Regions from separate parts of the Sus scrofa genome. Here region 2 is linked to region 1. Evidence: chromatin contacts called from public promoter capture Hi-C data. All regions are on one chromosome and are shown on one strand. Each heading gives the region's core, a stretch centred on a gene start, on an enhancer-like site or on the middle of the called end of the contact. The rest is flanking DNA. Distances are from core to core; before and after follow the strand shown.

Evidence for each region. Promoter capture Hi-C pulls out the DNA fragments that hold promoters and counts their contacts.
Region 2: a contact with region 1 is called in a promoter capture Hi-C map of liver, with 4 times the contacts expected there. The contact joins the promoter of RLIM here to the promoter of SLC16A2 in region 1. A contact is called at or near these places in 1 of 5 promoter capture datasets (liver) and 1 of 47 Hi-C or Micro-C datasets (heart right ventricle).

What each region holds. Positions count from the first base shown.
Region 1 is chrX:59,745,834-59,751,198 of Sscrofa11.1, reverse strand. SLC16A2 (monocarboxylate transporter 8) reads right to left here and starts at 2,514. Exons shown (of 6, transcript XM_021080455.1): 1 at 1,917-2,514. The coding sequence starts at 2,346.
Region 2 is chrX:59,918,456-59,923,820 of Sscrofa11.1, reverse strand. RLIM (E3 ubiquitin-protein ligase RLIM) reads left to right here and starts at 3,357. Exons shown (of 4, transcript XM_003360370.4): 1 at 3,357-3,708.

The DNA of each region.
Region 1 (5,365 bases), core at 1,265-3,764:
TAGTGGTTTTTCCAAGTTTTATTATACACTCCTAAGGCCCCAGCTCTAGGCCTTGCTCACATCACATGAATGCCAGGACCTAGCTTCCGCCCATTCCCCACTACCTCCCATGAGATTTTATCCAGACTTTGCCACTGACCCCAAAGGCCAAGAGCCTGCCTTTAACCAACAGGGCAATGCTCAGCAGGTGTCTTCCAAAGTAACCTAGGCAACATCCAGAGGCCCTTCCCTGGCCATCTTCCCAAGAGCCCCTGACCTGCATCAAAGCAGGGAAAATGTAGTCCCAGGGGGTGAATGTGGCAATGACCTTCCCCTCAGAAGTTGTTCCACACAGTCAGGGACCTCCTCCAGTCAGGCGTCAACACAGCCTGGGCAGTTCTGAGACTTGCCCTTGACAGCCATCAATGCGCATTCAACCTTTCAAGTGGGCCCCATACAATAGGTCACAAGGTCAGAGGCATTAAGAGCCCCCAAATCTCTTTAAGGGCAGCCCAGGGAAGCTGCAAACTGGGGACAAAATGAATCCTAGGTTGAGAGCGTTAAGAGAGGCTCTTCAAGGACCTAGGGAATCCACAGGTGGACACTCCAGAATTCAAGGATTCTATTCACTAAATAATCCCTAGGACCCCTCAGACAGCAGCAGAAATACCTATTTGGAGGTGGTGAGAGGAGGAAAACGTTCAACCCCAGGGCAACACTTATTCTCAGCTTCATTTTAAAAAGCCACTTATTCTTGCGAACTTGAGGTGGGTCTCAAGTGGGGCTATCCTGAGGAGCCACAAGAGGGAGTGAGCCTTGAGGAAATGGCATCCCAAGCCCCTCGGCTCTCTCCGGAGACTCCTCATCAGAACCGCTGAAGGGCTTTGCCAGCAGCTTGCTGAGAAAGCGGGATGGCTATTCTGACTTCTCTGAGCTCACAGGCAGGCTCAATGGGAGAAGCGCACAAGCCTGCGCTCCTTGCGGCTGCGGGCCTGAAGAGCAAGAGCTATGCCCCCAGCCCTGCTGGTCTTAGGGAAGATCAAGTCGGCATCGCACGAAGGCGGGAGTGGAGGAGGCTGGCACTCCAGCTAAGGATGAACGAGGCATCTCGCAAATAGCGGAGAGGCGCGGGGCGCTTGGGAGGGCATGGCTGAGGTTGGGGGCCGTGCGAAGTGAGCCTCAGGGCCCAGCCTGTCAGCTGCCTCACGCCTCTCTGGCAGGAGACCACGGAGACTGCCTCCCTGCCTGCTTTGGGGTTCAGCGCAGGGGGCATGGAGACCTGCTCACTCCTTCAGAGTGGCAAAGGATGGCCCGGCCGGGTTGCGCTGTAACCACGGTGGGCAAAGAGACTCGCACACACCCCCACTCGCACTCCCTCCCTTCCTCTCTCTCCTGCAGACTCACACGCCTCCCATGTGCTTGACTCTTCGCTCAGAGTCACCAGGGTTCCTAAAGTGTTTTTGATAGAAAACACCTCCGCTCCCTGTACAGGAACAGGGGCTGTTGCGGAGATCTGCGGTACGTTGTTTCTCTCAGCCCTCCCAACCTCCCAATTCTCACCTCTCTACGGGGCTTCGCACTACCCCCCCCCCAAAAAAATTCTGCGAATATTTTCCCCAGTGCACACACTCAGAGTACTTTAAACAAACCCGAAAGGTGCGTCTGGTTATGTCCCAGAGCAAAAAAGTTCAATCCTTGCGTGTGATCAACGAATGTGCCAGGTCCCACCCCCGGGACGTCTTGCGCCTAGTCTCCGCAGCCGAGGCTGCCCAGAGCCCGGCAACCCGCGCCCTAGGAGCTCCATGGGCAAGGGGCAAGGGGGAGGAGTCCGAGCGGCGCGCTACAGGGGCGCCTCGGACAAGAAGGTATGGGATCCGCTGCAGCGAGAACTGACACCCTTGCCTAGAATGCCAGGTGGGGCCCGCGGGGCCGCTCACCTGCTTGGAACTCCACTTGTCGATTTTTCTCTCTTTCCTCCTGCAGCAGCATGGAGTACAGAATCCCGAAGGAGTTCTGGATGCCGAAGATGGAGCCGTTGCACCAGGTGGCAGCGAAGACCACCATCCAACCGAAGCCACCTTCTGGGGGCTGGAAGCCTCGAGCGGTGCCGCGGGTCTCCACTGTGGGCGTGGACTCGGGTTCGTGCACCGGCTCCGGCTCAAACTCCAGCTCCGGCATTGGTGCAGGGTCGGGTAGGGGCTGGGGCTCCGGCTGGGGCTCTGGCTGAGGCTCGGGTGGGGGCACAGGCACGGGCTCCGGCTCCGGCTCAGGCTCCGGCTCGGGGCTACCCACCCGCTCCTGTTGTTCCTGGTCTGCCTCCCGCCAGGGCCCCTTAGCTTCCTCGCTCGCCAGGCTTTGCAGCGCCATCGCGGCCGGGGGACTGTGGTTGCTCGGGCTGGAGGAGCCGCTGTGTGGCTGGTACTTGTTTCTGCTGCTGCTGCTGCTGCCGCCTCCTCCCGGCTCCGCGCCCCAGATGGCCAGCCTGTCCCGCGACAGACGGTCCCTCGAGCCCTCTCCTCCTCCTCCCCCGTTCAACCCCCCTCCTCCTCTCCCATGTCATCTCTCTCCTCCCCCTCCTCCCCCCCTCTTCCTCCCTCAACTGGCAGCGGCTGCAGCCTCGCTCTTCTCCCCAGCCCTTCCTCCTCCTCATACTCGCCTACCTACTCTATTCGCCGCTGCCTCCTTCAACTCCCTTTCCAAACTACTGAATCCCGTCCTCCTTGTCCAGAAGCCCAGGAGAAGGATAGTTACAGTAGAAAACGAGAGCAAACCATCCCAATCCCCTGACCTCTCCTCCCTGCAGGCTTCAAACCGGCATTGATCAACCCAGAATCCCCAGGGAAGACCTCCGCTAGTCCTTTTCTCCCACTCTCTCCTTCCTCACCAGCAGCCTGGAACTGGGTGGCCCCAGGGACCCCAGGACAAGAGATGGCCTGTGAGAGAGCCCCCCCGCCCTCAGTAGTGCCTGTGACCACCTTGGGCTTGAGGGGGACTTGAAGGGAACAGCCTAAGCTTCGGACAGAAGGTGGGTAAAGTCTTCTTGAGCCCGGGGGCTCAGCCCCCCATAGTCCTGCGCAACAGCCCCCCACCCCCACCCCAGCCTCTCCCCCTCCGCCCCCGCCCTTCCCGGCAAATCCCTGGCGGGGCGCGGATGGGAGGAGGCGGCCCGGCAACGAGGCCCGCCCCTCCGGGCAGTCAATCAGGGCTTTGTTTGCGCCAACCTGGAGCCCAGAGGAGCCGTAGAGGGCCGAGTCTGGGCCGGGGGCTGGGCCAGGAAGGGAGGGAGGGGCAGTGGCCCCGGAGGGGGCCGGGCCGGGGCGGGGCGGGGCGGGGCGGGAGCCGGAGCCAGCTCAGGCTCCTCCCGGATCTTCGTCCCATATTGGGGAACTAAGAGTCGGGGCCAGGTCCAGCCGCCAGTTTGAGGAAGGGCCTCCAGGCCCTCAACATCCCCGTTGGGCTGATCCCTCGGGCCTCCTCTGCGGCTTTTCGGGCGCTCGGGAACTCCGCTGTGCCCCTAGCGAAGGGATGTCTTCCCGCACACACCGTCCCCTTCCGCCCACCTCCAGCGTAAAGACATCAGATCCCGCCGAACTTCCCAGACTGAGGCCCTAACCCTGGGAGGATGAAGGAGAGTTTGCTCCCTAGAGAGTGCGCGGGTCCCAGGAGGAGGGAGCTGGGCTCCCTGCCGGAGTGCAAGGCTGTTTCCAGTCTCAGCCCTCGGGGCCGGCCCCCGCGATCCAGGGAAGCTCTGCCTCCCCTAAGGGCCCACGCGACTAATGCACTAATCATAAGTTCGTGGTGTGGTTACCAAGCTACTTCGCTCCCCACCAGCAGGCGGGCAAGTGCCAAGCCCTTTCTACCCAGCATCTCATTAACCTTTTTATTGGCTGAAAAGACTGCATGGCAGGTGAAAATGCAGCTCTGGGCTGCGCCAGAATTTCAGGAACATAGTCATTAACCACCTGAGGGCGGAGTGAGTTAAGCAGGATAGTGTCCCAAGTAGCTTGCCCTGCTGTGAGAGGAATCAGCCAAGTTCACAAATCACCGGGGTCATGTGGTTGGCAAAGCAGGAATTGCTCTAGGAATAGAGCATGTCCCTCATTGCTCCGAGGTGAGTATTTTTTCACCCGCTTTCTCCCAGCAGGAAGCCAGAGGCTCACCGAAGTCAAGGCGTTTATTAGCTTAAGGTCATGGGACTAGTCAAGTACAAGATGGAATTCAAGGCAGGTCTTTATACAGCAGAGCTTTGGGCTCTCTGAGCGTCACCACGGGCATCTGGAGCTTGGTGCTCCCTGGGAGAGGGACAGAGGAAGGAAGGCAGGATGTGGCTGAGTTATCATAGTAGGCTTCCGGAGGAGGTAGTGGCCTAGATGGGCCTTGAATGTTGAGAAGGATTTTAACAGACTAGGGGTGGAGTTTGGGTGTTCCTACCGAAAAGGGACAGAGCCAAGAGGGAAGGACTCCACCAGTATAAAAAGGTAAGTGAAAGCTAATCAGGCCAAAAAGTTAATATGTATGCTGCCTCTCCCAGGAAACATTTGCATTTTAATAAAAAGCCACAATGCTTCAGTCATGAGGACTGACAAATCATGGACATTATGGACACTGGGGCCTCAGATTTGCTTTTTAGTCAGCAGTCTCACCATACACAGGACAAACTGTTGCCCTAGCAGAGCACTAGCCTTGGCTTCCATTTGCAGGGAACCTGATTAAGACCCTGAAAAGGGTTAATTCCACCCCCAGAACTGGGAATAGACCTTAGAGTCTTGCAGCCCATATCAGACTCCTAACTGTCTAAATTCTATTCTCATTTTTCTATGGTATTTTTAGATCACTGGAGATCAATGGTTTTTAGATCAATGGGTGTGTGTGTGTGTGTGAGAGAGAGAGATGACACTCACTGAGAATGTCTTGTGAACCTAGCACTGTGCTAGCCCTTTACATGTAGGATCTCATATAAGCTTTTATGACAATCCTATAAGATTGCGGTTATTTGTCCCTATCTTACAAGTGAAGAAACACTCTCTGCGAGGTTAAATCAGCAGTTTAAGTCTACAAAGCCATCAAGAGGAAGAACAGAAATCTTTGCTTATTTGTGTGAGCTTCAAAGTATTTGTCCCATCTAGGAGACAGGATTATGTAACCACTATCCCACCATTTTAGAAACATATGCAATACCTACCGTTTATTCCATTTTAATTTTTTTATTACTCAATGGATTTATTACATTTGTAGTTGTACAATGATCATCATAATCCAATTTTATAGAATTTTCATCCCACAACCCCAGCACATTCCCCCCACCCCCCAAACTGTCTCCTCCAGAGACCATAAGATTTTCAATGTCTGTGAGGCAGTATCTGTTCAGCAAAGAAGTTCAGTCTGT
Region 2 (5,365 bases), core at 2,108-4,607, 170 kb before region 1:
GGTTGTACTGTAAAATAATTATTGTTAATAGTTATATTTTTCTCATTTTCAGTATTTCAGTATTACACACCTCACTATGATGAACATCTTTGTACATTTATTACACTGTATTTTTGCAGATTTGTATACTTATTTTCCTTAAAATGAACTTCTGTGTGTGGACTTGTTGGTCAAACAATATAAATATTGAGGCTTTTGATACATGTTGCCAAATTACCTTAAAAGTCTTTATCAATTTGTACCAGTAGCATATAAATGTGCCCATTTCATAGCGTCTTCATCAACACTTAATACTGCCAAATTTTTAATCTTTGATATTCTGATAGGCAAAAAAGAGATATCACTGCCTTTATTTTTATTTCTGATTACTAGTGAGGTTGAACATATTATCATATGCTTATTAGACAAATGTTTTCTCCTTCTTTGAATTATCTATTCATATCCTTTGCACATTTTAAAATCGAGGTATTTATCTTTAAAAAAAAAATTTTATACTGAGTTCCCGTTGTGGCTCAGCAGTAACAACCCATCTAAGTATCCATAAGGATGCTGGTTTGATCCCCGGCCTCACTCAGTGGGTTAAGTATCTGGCATTGCCATGGGCTGTGGTGTAGGTCACAGACACAATTTGGATCTGGTGTAGCTGTGGCTGTGGCACAAGCCAACAGCTGTGGCTCTGATTCGACCCCTAGCCTGGGAATTTCCATATGCCTGGGAATTTCCATATGCCTGGGGTATGGCCCTAAAAAAGACAAAAAATAAAATAAAATTAAAAATAAACGAATAAAAAACCCCAATTTTTATAAAAAATTTAGACTACGGATCTTCCTCGATTTACAAAGGGGTTCCATTCTAAGAAATCCATCATATGTTGAAAATATCCTAAGTGGAAAATACATTTAATACACCTAACCTGCCAAACACCATAGTTTAGCCTAGCCTACCTCAAACATGCTCAGAACAATTAAATTAGCCTACAGTTGGGCAAAATCATCTAACACAAAGCCTATTTTATAAGGAAATGATGAGTATCTCATGTAATTTGTTGACTACTGTACTGAAAAACAGAATGGTCGTGTGGGTACAGAATTGTTACCAGTGTCTTGGTTGTTTACCCTCTTGATGTAGCCACCTGGGAACTGCAACTCCTTGCTGATGCCCAGCATCACTAGAAAGTATCATTCTGTGTAGAGCTAGCCTGTAGAAACTATTCACAATAGCCAAGACATGGAAGCAACCTAAACATCCATGGACAGATGAATGGATTAAGACATGGTACATAAATGTAATGGAATACTACTCAGCCATAAAAAGAATGAAATAATGCCATTTGCAGCAAAATTCAAAATTTGAGGTACAGTTTCTACTGAATGCATATCACTTTTGCATCATGGTAAAGTAAAAATATTGTATGTCCAACCATTGTAAACTGGGGACTTGCTGTAGTGATATTAGCCATACATGCTTATCATGTTATCATATATGTAGCATTTTCACCAATTTGTCATTTATTTTAATGTTATTATAAACCAGAACTACCCCTTAGCTGTCATATGTCATGCTGAAATTTTTTTTCAGTTTATTATTTGCCTTTTAATTTTATTAACCTTGTGTTTTGACATTCAGAAGCTTTACTTTTTTTATGAAGTTCTATTTGACAGAAATTCCTCTTATGGATTTTGTGTCATGCCTAAGAAAGTCCTTCCACGTCCCCAAAGAACTATGGACATATTCACTTACGTTTTCTTCTACTTTTTTTTTTTTTTTTTTGCTGCACACACAGCATGCACAAGTCCCTGGTCCAGGGATTGAATCCTAACCACAACAATGACAACGCTTGTTCCTCAACCTGCTGAGTCACCAGGGAACTCCATTTTCTTCTACTTCTTTTATGATTTTATATTTTACATTAAGACACATTTGCCTTAAGAATATGTCAAGGAGAGGTTAATGCTACTGCCATAATCTGAGTATCAGGTTAGGAGCAATTGCTGGCCACTGAAGAATTCATTTTACACATTCTAGGTAAAAGTTCTATTGTATGATTATAGAACATAAGACAAAAGCTGAGTAGAGACACAGCACCTAAATTATATTCCTCTACTGTTAAAAATGACAATATCAAGACTGTTGAAAAGTTGAGCAGGGAAGTATGAGGGATATTGTTGTTAACTGCTTGGAGTGAAATACACTTATATTCCTGGCTGATGAAATGGCCATCATGCTGAGGCCTGTACGGTCTCAAAAAATATTTGAGGGCTACTATGAGCTCACTGGGGATATAAACAGTGAACAAAACAAAGGGGTTTACTGTTCTTAAATGGTTGAGGTAAACAAATATTTTCAAATATTTATTTCAAAATGCTTTAAAGAAAATTTAGCAGGTAAGGGAAGTTGTAATTTCAGGTGGGGTGGTTAAGGAAGTGTCCCCTAGGGAAATGACAATTGAGAAAAGGCTCGGATGATGAGAGCAAAGATATTAAGGGAAAAATTCCAGCCTATATAAAGTTGTAGAGGTCGGAACAAGTTTAGTTTGCTGGAAGAGTAGTGAGAAAGCCAGTGTAGCTGGAGTGTTACCTGAAAACAAAGAAAACAGAAAAATGGGACAAGAAACATGGAAACACCCTAAAGACCTGGGTACGGTTGTTTTTAACTGTGAAAGCGGGAGTTGGAAGCGGGATAGTTTATTCCCTAGATTCCAATTCAGGCATTAGTATCCAAGAAAAGTCTTTCCTTAACCGCCCTTAAATTCCAACGTTATCAGATTTTCCCACCCTTTTACAATTACCGCCCCCTTTCAAGTATTTCAGAATTACCATCCGAGGCCACCTCTGACCACTCTTTTTAAAACCGCAAATTCCTGTTTGTCGTGACACTCTCCCACCACTGTCCCTCGCTTTTTCTCCTTAGCATTTATACATATGTAACATATACATATATAGTAACTATTGTCCCTTCCCCAAGTAGACCCACGAAAACTGGGATTTTGGCCTGCTTTAATTTCCGCTGTATCCCAACATCTCTAACAGTGCTTGACACAGTTTACGCTCGATAAATATATGTCGAATAAAAGTAGGACGCTGTATTAACAGGCCCGGACTAATTCTGTGAATCGACGTCAGGTTAGACTAACACCACATTTCTCACTCTCGGAAAAGGGCTTCCAGCAATCAGATGGTGACGTCCTCCAGCTTTCAAAATGGGAAAGCAAAGGTTCCCACAATTCTCAGAACGTGAATTTCTCGCCACAATTCAAAATGGCGGAGGAGGGTGTGGCTTGTCACATGGTGGGCGTCACAGCAGCTTTCCTTTTCCAGGCGGTGGCCCGCCTTGCCGCGTCGTCAGCGGTCCCTCTCCTCCTCCCACCGAGCCTTTTCGAGGAATCGCCGGGGATTGGCTAACAGGCTGGGAGTGGGGCTGCGGGGCTAGACGCGGCATCATCACTTCCTGTTGTGGGCGGGCGTTTCCTGTCGCTGCTTGGTAACAATGGGGAAGATAATGGCTGCCTGAGCAACGTCTGCGAGCAGGCGCTGGGTTAGAGGCGGGTCTCAACCAGCGACTCATCGGAGGCGGGCTTGAGAGCGGCGGCAGGGGAGGCGCCCAGGAGCCCCGGCGGCGGCGGCGGCGGGGCGGCGGGGCGGCGGCGGCGGCGGCGGCGGCGGCGGCGGCGGCCGAACCGACCGAGTCGGATCACGACACTAAAATCGAGTAAGTGAGTCCTCCGAGAAATGGATGGAGAGCGAGAAGACAGCGGAGCTGTGACTGCCGCGTTCTCTCAAAATGGTCTGAGTGGCGCATCGTGGCGGAGGGTCAGCGCCGCCTGCGGACCCCAGGCGCCGGTTGCAGTGGGGGGCTCCGTGGCGTAGTCGCCGCTGCCATTTTAGTTGGGTGTATAGTCAACCGGCTCTTTGAAGAAGGGGAAGGAGATGGGTAGTACTTCCTCTCCGTGGCCTCGCGAGCCTCAGCCTGAGCCCTTCAGAACCTTAAGAATTTGGGGGAGGCGATTTTCGAGTGTTGGCCTTAGGCGTGAAAATCTTTGATCGTCTCAGGTTTTTCTCTCTTCGGTCCTCTGGAGACTTACCTCGCCTCTTTCCCCCCCTCCCTTTTACATGGCGGGCTTGGATTTAGGAAATGGGGGCAAAAAATCAGCCTGCTCTAAGTTAGATGTGAGAGCTCTTGGGCCTTTAGATTTCTCAGGATTTGCAAAACCCCATTTTGAGCCCTTCTGTAGGGCACTATCAATTAGACGCCCCCTGGGGCCGTGATGCCATCTTCCCTGAGGATCTGAAGCAAATGTGGTTTACTCCTTTGCTCAAATAACCCTGGCGTATCCTTTGCCAGATATCACTGCAAGCATTCCCCCCAAAAGGGAGGGAAAAGCCGTTGCGTGTTTGTTGTTTTTCCCTGAGTGAGTGTGGGAATTGGGCCAAATGATTTTGAAGTTAATTTCCTTTCGATCCGCCAACAACTCAACCCCTCCCCCCCCCAAAAAAAAGAGGCCTAAGGGTCTCGGCTTCTGCGGGCGGTACCTGCCACGTACGCCATAGCTTTAGTAACTAGTATTAACCGGTTGGGCTTCTGCTTCCTGAATGCTCAGTCCCTTTTTCCCTTATGCTGATTAATTTCAAGATGGAGGAGACAGCCACGTTCCTTCCCTAGACAGTTTCACCATACTTATTCCACAGGTTAGTCCGAGAATCTGAGGCCTAGCAGGCTTCTTATTTAGGTCATTCTTTCGTTTTGGGGCAAGAGGAAGCATTTATATCACATTGTGATCCATTATTTGCAAGGCCCCATAGTAATTTTTTGCTGGATATAAGGAGCCCGCATTTCCTGAATCAGAATTAACCGCAGTGGCTTTGGATGATTGAAGGGAGGAAGAAATAAACGTACTACTACAAATCATTTCTTTGATTCTTTGTGATTAAAGAACACTCATATCACCCCATCAGGTACATTATGTCCGTCCTGGATGACTTGAGAGCAGGCAGGCACAGTTAACGCTCTCCAAAAATCAGTTTTCTAAGTTGTAAAAATAAAGTGCCCAGGAAGACTAATCTAAAATTTTTTTAAAATTTCATTTAGTATACTCTTTTACTGAAAAAAATGCTTCATTCTTTAGCCTAAGATGTCCGGATAATCTTTCATACTTTAGTTTCTACCTTAGGCTAGTGTAGTGTGCCAAATAAGTTCTTGAAAGTAACCATGAGTATCCGAAAATAATTACTGTTATGATAAGGAAAAGCCTATTTTAATCAAGTTTATATCAAATGTAGATTGGCTCTCAACCTTTAAAGGAAGTCTTATATCTAACATATCCCTCTGACCTCAGTCTCCCCAAATATCCTAATATTGATGTTGAATT